Linked DNA regions of Zea mays: region 1 is linked to region 2. The links are chromatin contacts, called in public Hi-C maps. All regions are on one chromosome and are shown on one strand. Each heading gives the region's core, a stretch centred on a gene start, on an enhancer-like site or on the middle of the called end of the contact. The rest is flanking DNA. Distances are from core to core; before and after follow the strand shown.

Region 1 (3,216 bases), core at 306-2,805, 240 kb before region 2:
GGCAGGGGGGCATATGTTGAGCACCATATTGAGGGACCGGACGGTCCGGCCCTGAGGCCGGACGGTCCGCGGTCCGGACGGTCCGCGCCTGTGGGCCGGACGGTCCGCGCGTGCGCAGAACAGATTAGGGTTCCGAGTTTTTTGCTACGGTTGTTAGCTATATTCGCGGGATTAGCTCGGAATCAGTTGTGTAAAGGGTCCAGCCCCCCTCCTCTATAAATAGAGAGGTCTACGGCCGATTTGTAATCATCAACAATCGAATCAATACAACTTCTATTCGCATTTATTTCTAGTACAAGTAGGAGTAGTTCTAGTTTAGTTCTAGTTTAGCCTCTCAATCCCCAAATTCTTCGCCTCTCTTCGACTCTACGCCGATTAGAGGAGTCTAGGTCGGCCGGCCCGAGCCTAGACAACCCCTAGGATCTCTCCTCCCCGACGGGGTCCCTCCCGGGAGCGAGATCCAGGCGTCGCCGGCGATCTTCCGCCGCCCCTGCACACGCGCGGACCGTCCGGCCCCAGGGCGCGGACCGTCCGGCCGTCAGGCAGGAAAACCTAGCCCCTGCGCCAGGTCGCGGACCGTCCGGCTCCAGGCCGCGGACCGTCCGCGCCTGACCAGAGAGCACCGCCGCCGGTTCTTCTTGAGTATTTGGCGCTCCAAAAAAGCGTCAACAGTTATAAATATGTGAACCAAATGGACCTTATTGTCAATTATTCAAAAACGGAGGGAAGTTAATATGCACATGTACAGCACTACAGATAATAGCTGTGCATATTCCAACCAAATGTCCGTGAAAATGCCAGTTGAGTGCCACTAAACACACACCAACTTAAAGTTGTTCGATCTGTACGATCACCAATGCAAGACCACCCAAGGTAAAAGGAACAGAGTTCATTCCAAATCGGATTACGGGAAGAAGAGATGGGAGGGCCAGCTTGTCAAGAGACGAATTTGGGCGCAATTTATTAGTAGCAATTATTATAAATAGACCTGGTTAGCACGGCCCCGTGAGATCCAGCCAGAGAGCCGCGGGGTGCGAGTTGAGTTTGGATGGGGGGAGGAGGCATGGAGCGTACCGGGCGGCGCAGAGGATGAGCGGGCGACGAGATCGGGCGGGAAAAGCGCTGGGTCGGAGAAGAAAGCGCGGAGGCGGAGGGCGTGCGCGGAGCGGCCGTCCTCCTGGAGCTCCTGCAATAGCTCTAGCGCCGTGAGGTGATACCGCTCCTCCAGCAAGAAGTTCACCACGCAGTTGCACAACGAAGCCCACCGCTCGTCCGCTGCACCAACGCCCACTGCCGCCATCCTCCTTGGTATCGGGCGGGCCTACCTCTATCGCGGTGAAGCTCGCCGGGCGTCGTTGTGTGGCATGTGGCCGCGGCGGAAGGCACAGATCTCACGCGTGTGACTCGAGGCCGGTGAAAGAAGGGGAAGGAGACGATGGCCTGGAAAGTACAGACTAGAGACGCGGGTAACTGCTGATTCGGACGCCGTGTAACCAGCACGCTGCCTGCCTGTGTCATGCCGTCGTCACCGGAAGGTCCGTATTTGCTGAACTAAAAAAAGGAAAAGAACGGTTTCAGGATCGACTTTATATGCAAACCATAATTTAAGGGGAAAAAGTCTTTAAAATAGAAAAACTACAGTTTTAACTATGCATATATTTGGGGTGTGTTTTAGCCGAAGGTTCTCACATTAACAATTTAAAGTTATTTTTATAATTTATTTTTAGATTGTTAATTTAAAGTTATTTTATAATTTATTTTTAGATTAATCTTCATCATAGTATGTCTCAACAGAAGGTTGTTAGTCAAAAATAAAGACTTCAGCATTGGCAGAGAGTCGAAGCTCTTCGGCGGGTCTAGAATAGCAGTAGGGAGATAGTAGGTTTCGTAGCTCATATGTATATGGTTAAAAGGTTATAGGTGTATTTTCATATGAAGTTGTATATCAGACCACCACTATAAATAAAGGTACAGTGCTATGCAAAGGGAGCAAGTTGAGCAATCACGTCTCTCACATAATCGCAACTAAAACGCTTTTCTACCTTCAGATCATTGTCTGAATTATCGAATGTACTATTATAATCTTTTGTAACCAAGAAGAAGGAATAAAGAAAATATAACTAGCATAGCGATTTATATGTGATGTTCTTATACATAAGTTTTCTTCTTAGTTATCGACCATTTAGGCTTTTTCCATTAATCTATCTCCCAACAAAATGGTGGATTAAAGGAAAGAGTCATTGTTACTTTAATTGTGTTGCCATGTTTCAGTTCTTCACAAGAATCTGAACAGGTGATAAACATTGACACCCACCTTCAGTGAACTCACAACCTTGAAGGAGAACATGGCAAGCAATACCAACCTTGGTACTTCTTCACAAGGTCAAAAGACAGCTTATCCTCCCTATCACACAGGGATCGTGCTTCAAGCCCAGCAACAAGAGGCAGAAGAAAGAAACACAGAGAAGGGTGCAACATGTTGGGTCCAAGGGCCCTACATAAGATCCAAATGGTCTCATTCTAATCACTTTCTCCGAAAAAGACCTTCAGCTCAAGAATTATGCACAGAATGATGTCATGGTGATATTGTGTTTCATAAAAGGCTTTATGGTCCATAATGTCTTAGTGGACACGTGCAGTGTGGTAGATATTATTTTTGCAAAGGCTTTCCGGCAGATGCAAGAACCTGATGATCGGTTGCAAGAGGCCATGAATCCCCTTTGTATCTTCAAGGGAAACCAAATAGTGGTACTTGGAAAAATAAGCATGCCAGTAACCTTCGGCTATGTAAACAACACCAGAACAAAAGATATCACATTTGACATAGTTGATATGAAATACTCATACAACGCAATCATCGACAGAGGAACTCTAAATGCTTTCGAAGCCATTCTACACTCTTCATATTTGTGCATGAAGATACCATCAACCTAAGCTCCAATCTTAGTTCACAGAAGTCAGGAAGCTACAAAAAGAGTGACAGACACCTAGAGGGGGTGAATAGATGACGCCTGAAATTCACAACTTAAATAAAAACTTGAATCATAATATATGAGTCAGCTCAAAAACTCGATTCAAGAGAGTGAGGGAGAGGAGAGGTTCTTACACTTGATTGCTCACAAGATTGCAGAATTATAACTTGAACAATATCACAAGTGAAGAATGAAGCAAGAACTAGAGGATAGAGAGGAAGTGCAAATCGCAAAATATCAAGCA
Region 2 (3,496 bases), core at 90-2,589:
TAGACTTTGCACACAAAGAACAACCAAGTTTGTGGGGCTGGGTGTTAAGCAGCTGGCAGCATTTTTTGCTGAACAACTAATTGCAAGAGAACTGCGCAACGTTATATATAATAGAGAAAACAGGCCTTACAGAAAAAACACACCTTCCTGAAGCAATTCCCTCTCTCGGCGGTTGCTGCTTGTGTGTGTCGGCTAGGTGGCGGCGTCAACCTCGCCGAATTCGTTCCCTATCTCTTCTTCCACAAACGCGAGCTATCTTCCACGCACTCGCTCTGTCATGCGTCTGCTCACCCTGCTCTGTATACGACGAGCCCGTATTTATCCTCTTCATCGAGGCACTCAATCTAAGTGGAGGGAGTGCGCGATTTTGAGGGAGATCGTGTGGGATTGCACGAAGCGGAGAATGCGGTAGTAGGGAGAGCTGGAGGAGGAGGTTGTGCAGATGGGAGAGACATCACGCGAGAGTGGGGGAGGGGCGGAGAACGCGGTAGCGAGGAGACGACACACGAGGGTGGGGGAGGGGTGGAGAACGCGATAGCGAGGAGGTCGTGCTGTGGCGACGGGAGCGACGACGGGGGGGGGGTGGGGGAGTTGAGGCGCTAACCACCATGCTTCGACAGTGGGCTTTGGTTTGGGCCACAACAAGTAAATGGGCCTCCCAGGAAGCGTGTATTCCGTATTTGCAAGCCAAACTTAGTGCCACATCAGGTACTAAACTGTGCACACACCTGTTTATAAGTGCCAGTGTGGATACAACATGTGTAGTCTTGGTTGGGCGCCAACCTGTGTAGTCTTGGCTGGGCGCGAGCTTTTAACCCTACACAACTAGCTTTTTTGGTAAAATTTGCTCACGTGTGCGGAGCACATGTTTGGGAATGAGAAACGAACGGGAAACAAAGAAGAGTCATGTGTGGGAACGGGGAACGACGAGGGTGTGGATGTGAATGTGTGGGAATGAGAAATGACGAGGGTGTGGATGGGAATGAGAAACGAGAAACGACAGGGTGTGGATGGGAATGACAAATGCCACGGGTGGAGATATGGAATCAGAATGACAGAAATAGAAAAAGCAGTCTACACCTTACCTCTTTAATTAGTAGTAAAGATTTTGGATATTCAATCTAATATGACCCGTGCGCTAAATTTTCTACCCTTATCACAGGTATAAAATTCATCATATCGATACCCACGCTTCAACCGCCATTCTAGTCGATCCATCCCGTGGTACAAAACCCTGCAGCCAATCAGCGCGTGGCATTTGATCGAGCCCTCTTGACCACTACCCAAGATGCGCGTCCGCACACGTGGCTTCCAACGCCCCCACTGCAGCCGCCTGCCCAATGAGCAGCGGCCACGCATTCTCCCTTCCCTGGACTATTCTTGGTGGGTGGAGAGAGCCGCAGAAGGCAGCTGGAAGAGGAGAGGACCGCGCGAGGCTCCGTGCCGGCGAGTTCGGGTGCTTTTCCTGCGGTCCGAGATGCGATCGTTGGGACCCGGGAGATAGCGCAGCTCGGGTTCGGGTTCGGGGGCGGCTACCGCGACGGCGGCCGCCACCTGAGCAGGATGTTTAACTGGAACGACGAGCAGCACCAGGTGCCCCTTCCCGTCTGCCCTTCCTGTGTTAGTCTAGAATCTTGCGTTATGCTTGCTCACCTGACTGGATCTGCTCGGGCTCTATAACTCGTTGCGTCATTCCGTGCACCACGTGCTCTAATTCACTAGGTTTTACTAGTTCGGATGTGATTGTTCCGGAAAGGAATTTTGCTGTTATCCGATTTCGTTGGGGGTTAAAGTTGGGAGATTTGGTGGTACAAGGGACTGCGAGCGGAAGCGTGGAATTCTTGCTACGCAGGTCGACTGCATCCCTTCAGGTTGCAGCAGTGCGAGCCTTTTGGACACTTTCTGTAGTAACAAGCATGGCTAGGGGATAATTCTGCTTAGATTGCCTCTACTTCTCAAGCGTGTAAGACTGTCTAATCCCCAGAGCAGTGCTGAAATATTGGGACTTGTATGATCTATTGGAAGAAAGTTGTGGGAGTCTTTATAAGGGTGCGTTTGGTTGAGCCAACTGGAATGGAGCGGCTCCGTTCCAATTTCCAATTTCTAGGAATTGAGCCATTTCATTATGTGGTTGGCGATCAGAACATAATCGCTCCATTTTTTGTTTGGTTGAAGAGTAGAATAGAGCCGAGCCGCTCCGTTCATTGTTTTGTTGAAGAGACATATGAGTGTGGAGTGGAGGAGAGGAAGTAGAGCGCCCGCGTCCGCGAGAGCGCTCGCATCCGGTCGTTTTGGTGGAGCGAGAGCATTCCAAATATTTGCCATATATAGGCTCCAGGAGCCGCTCCGCTCTCCTCCGTTGGAAACCAAACATCAAATAAATAAGAATTGAGTTGTTCTATTCATCTCTGCTCCTCAACCAAACACACCATAAGTTTCATGGCTCTTTGAATGTTCTCTCCATAGTGTGTTGGGGAAAAAAGGTACTGAAATGAGCCAGTACATGTTTTAATGAATTTGATGGTTTTGCTGATAGCTTCTGATGTGAACTGCAAACTGGTATGTAGTAAACCACAAAGGCAAATTTTCTTATTTTCCCTGCTCATTTTGGTGCATGCCACTCAGTTGGCAATGTTCTACTCTGTTGATTTTAGTATTTCGTCATAAAAATATAACATTTTTCGGGAACCATGAATTCATATATGCTCATATGAGTTTAAGGACATAACATATTGTAATGAATACTTTGGACCTTTATTGATAATTGGTAGAAATGTGTCTGGTATATTTCTTTTGTATAAGGGTCTTTTTGCATTATTTTACATATACATATTGGGCTGTAGCCATTCTTTTCAATGCAAGCAGTATCCAACATGGTACACAGAGCAAGATTTTCATGCTAGGGTTTACCTCGCCGTTGTCATGCTCCTGATTGCGGCTCCTCTCGCTGCGCTGTGGGGTCTTGGCTTTTCTGATGTGGCTCCTACTAGTCACGACCCCTCACTTTGTGGCTCTTTGCCCAGACGCTCTCTCGCTTGCTCAACTATCATTGGCCGCTAGGACGTGGATGCACCTGGCCATCACGGCGCCTGTGCGCCAGCTGCGCCCACACACGCTCATCCATGTGCCAGTGACGCCCACACACGCTCCATCATGGCGCTCATGCGCCTGCTATGTTCGTGCGTGCTCACCTCCATGCCAACAGCGTTCGCAGGCGCTTGCCCTTGCGCCAATAGAACCCACCCGTCCTCGCTCGTGCTGCCTGCACGCCTTTGCTTGTGGCTCCTGCACGCACTTGTGCTTGTGTGCGGTCAATCGGTCCACATGCTCACGTGCTCTACTCTATTGCGACTGGTTGTGGAGCTCTGCTGACTTTTTTTGGGTCGAGCTCTGGTTAAAAAGAGAGAGATGTCATCCTTTCAAGTTCCTTCATCTAATGGTGGTTAGGTCCCACACTGTACCATGCTCTTCAATGGCACCAACTATCGTGATCGGG

The links. A called contact is a pair of places that touch in the nucleus more often than the background predicts.
Region 1: a Hi-C map of tassel shows a contact between it and region 2, with 2.4 times the contacts expected there. The contact joins the promoter of LOC103635221 here to the promoter of LOC100275614 in region 2. A contact is called at or near these places in 3 of 25 Hi-C or Micro-C datasets (ear, endosperm and tassel).

What each region holds. Positions count from the first base shown.
Region 1 is chr8:57,174,095-57,177,310 of Zm-B73-REFERENCE-NAM-5.0, reverse strand. LOC103635221 (RAB11-binding protein RELCH homolog) reads right to left here and starts at 1,555. Exons shown (of 20, transcript XM_008657737.4): 1 at 1,075-1,555. The coding sequence starts at 1,300.
Region 2 is chr8:56,932,903-56,936,398 of Zm-B73-REFERENCE-NAM-5.0, reverse strand. LOC100275614 (protein LNK2) reads left to right here and starts at 1,339. Exons shown (of 10, transcript XM_020541989.3): 1 at 1,339-1,593. The coding sequence starts at 1,564.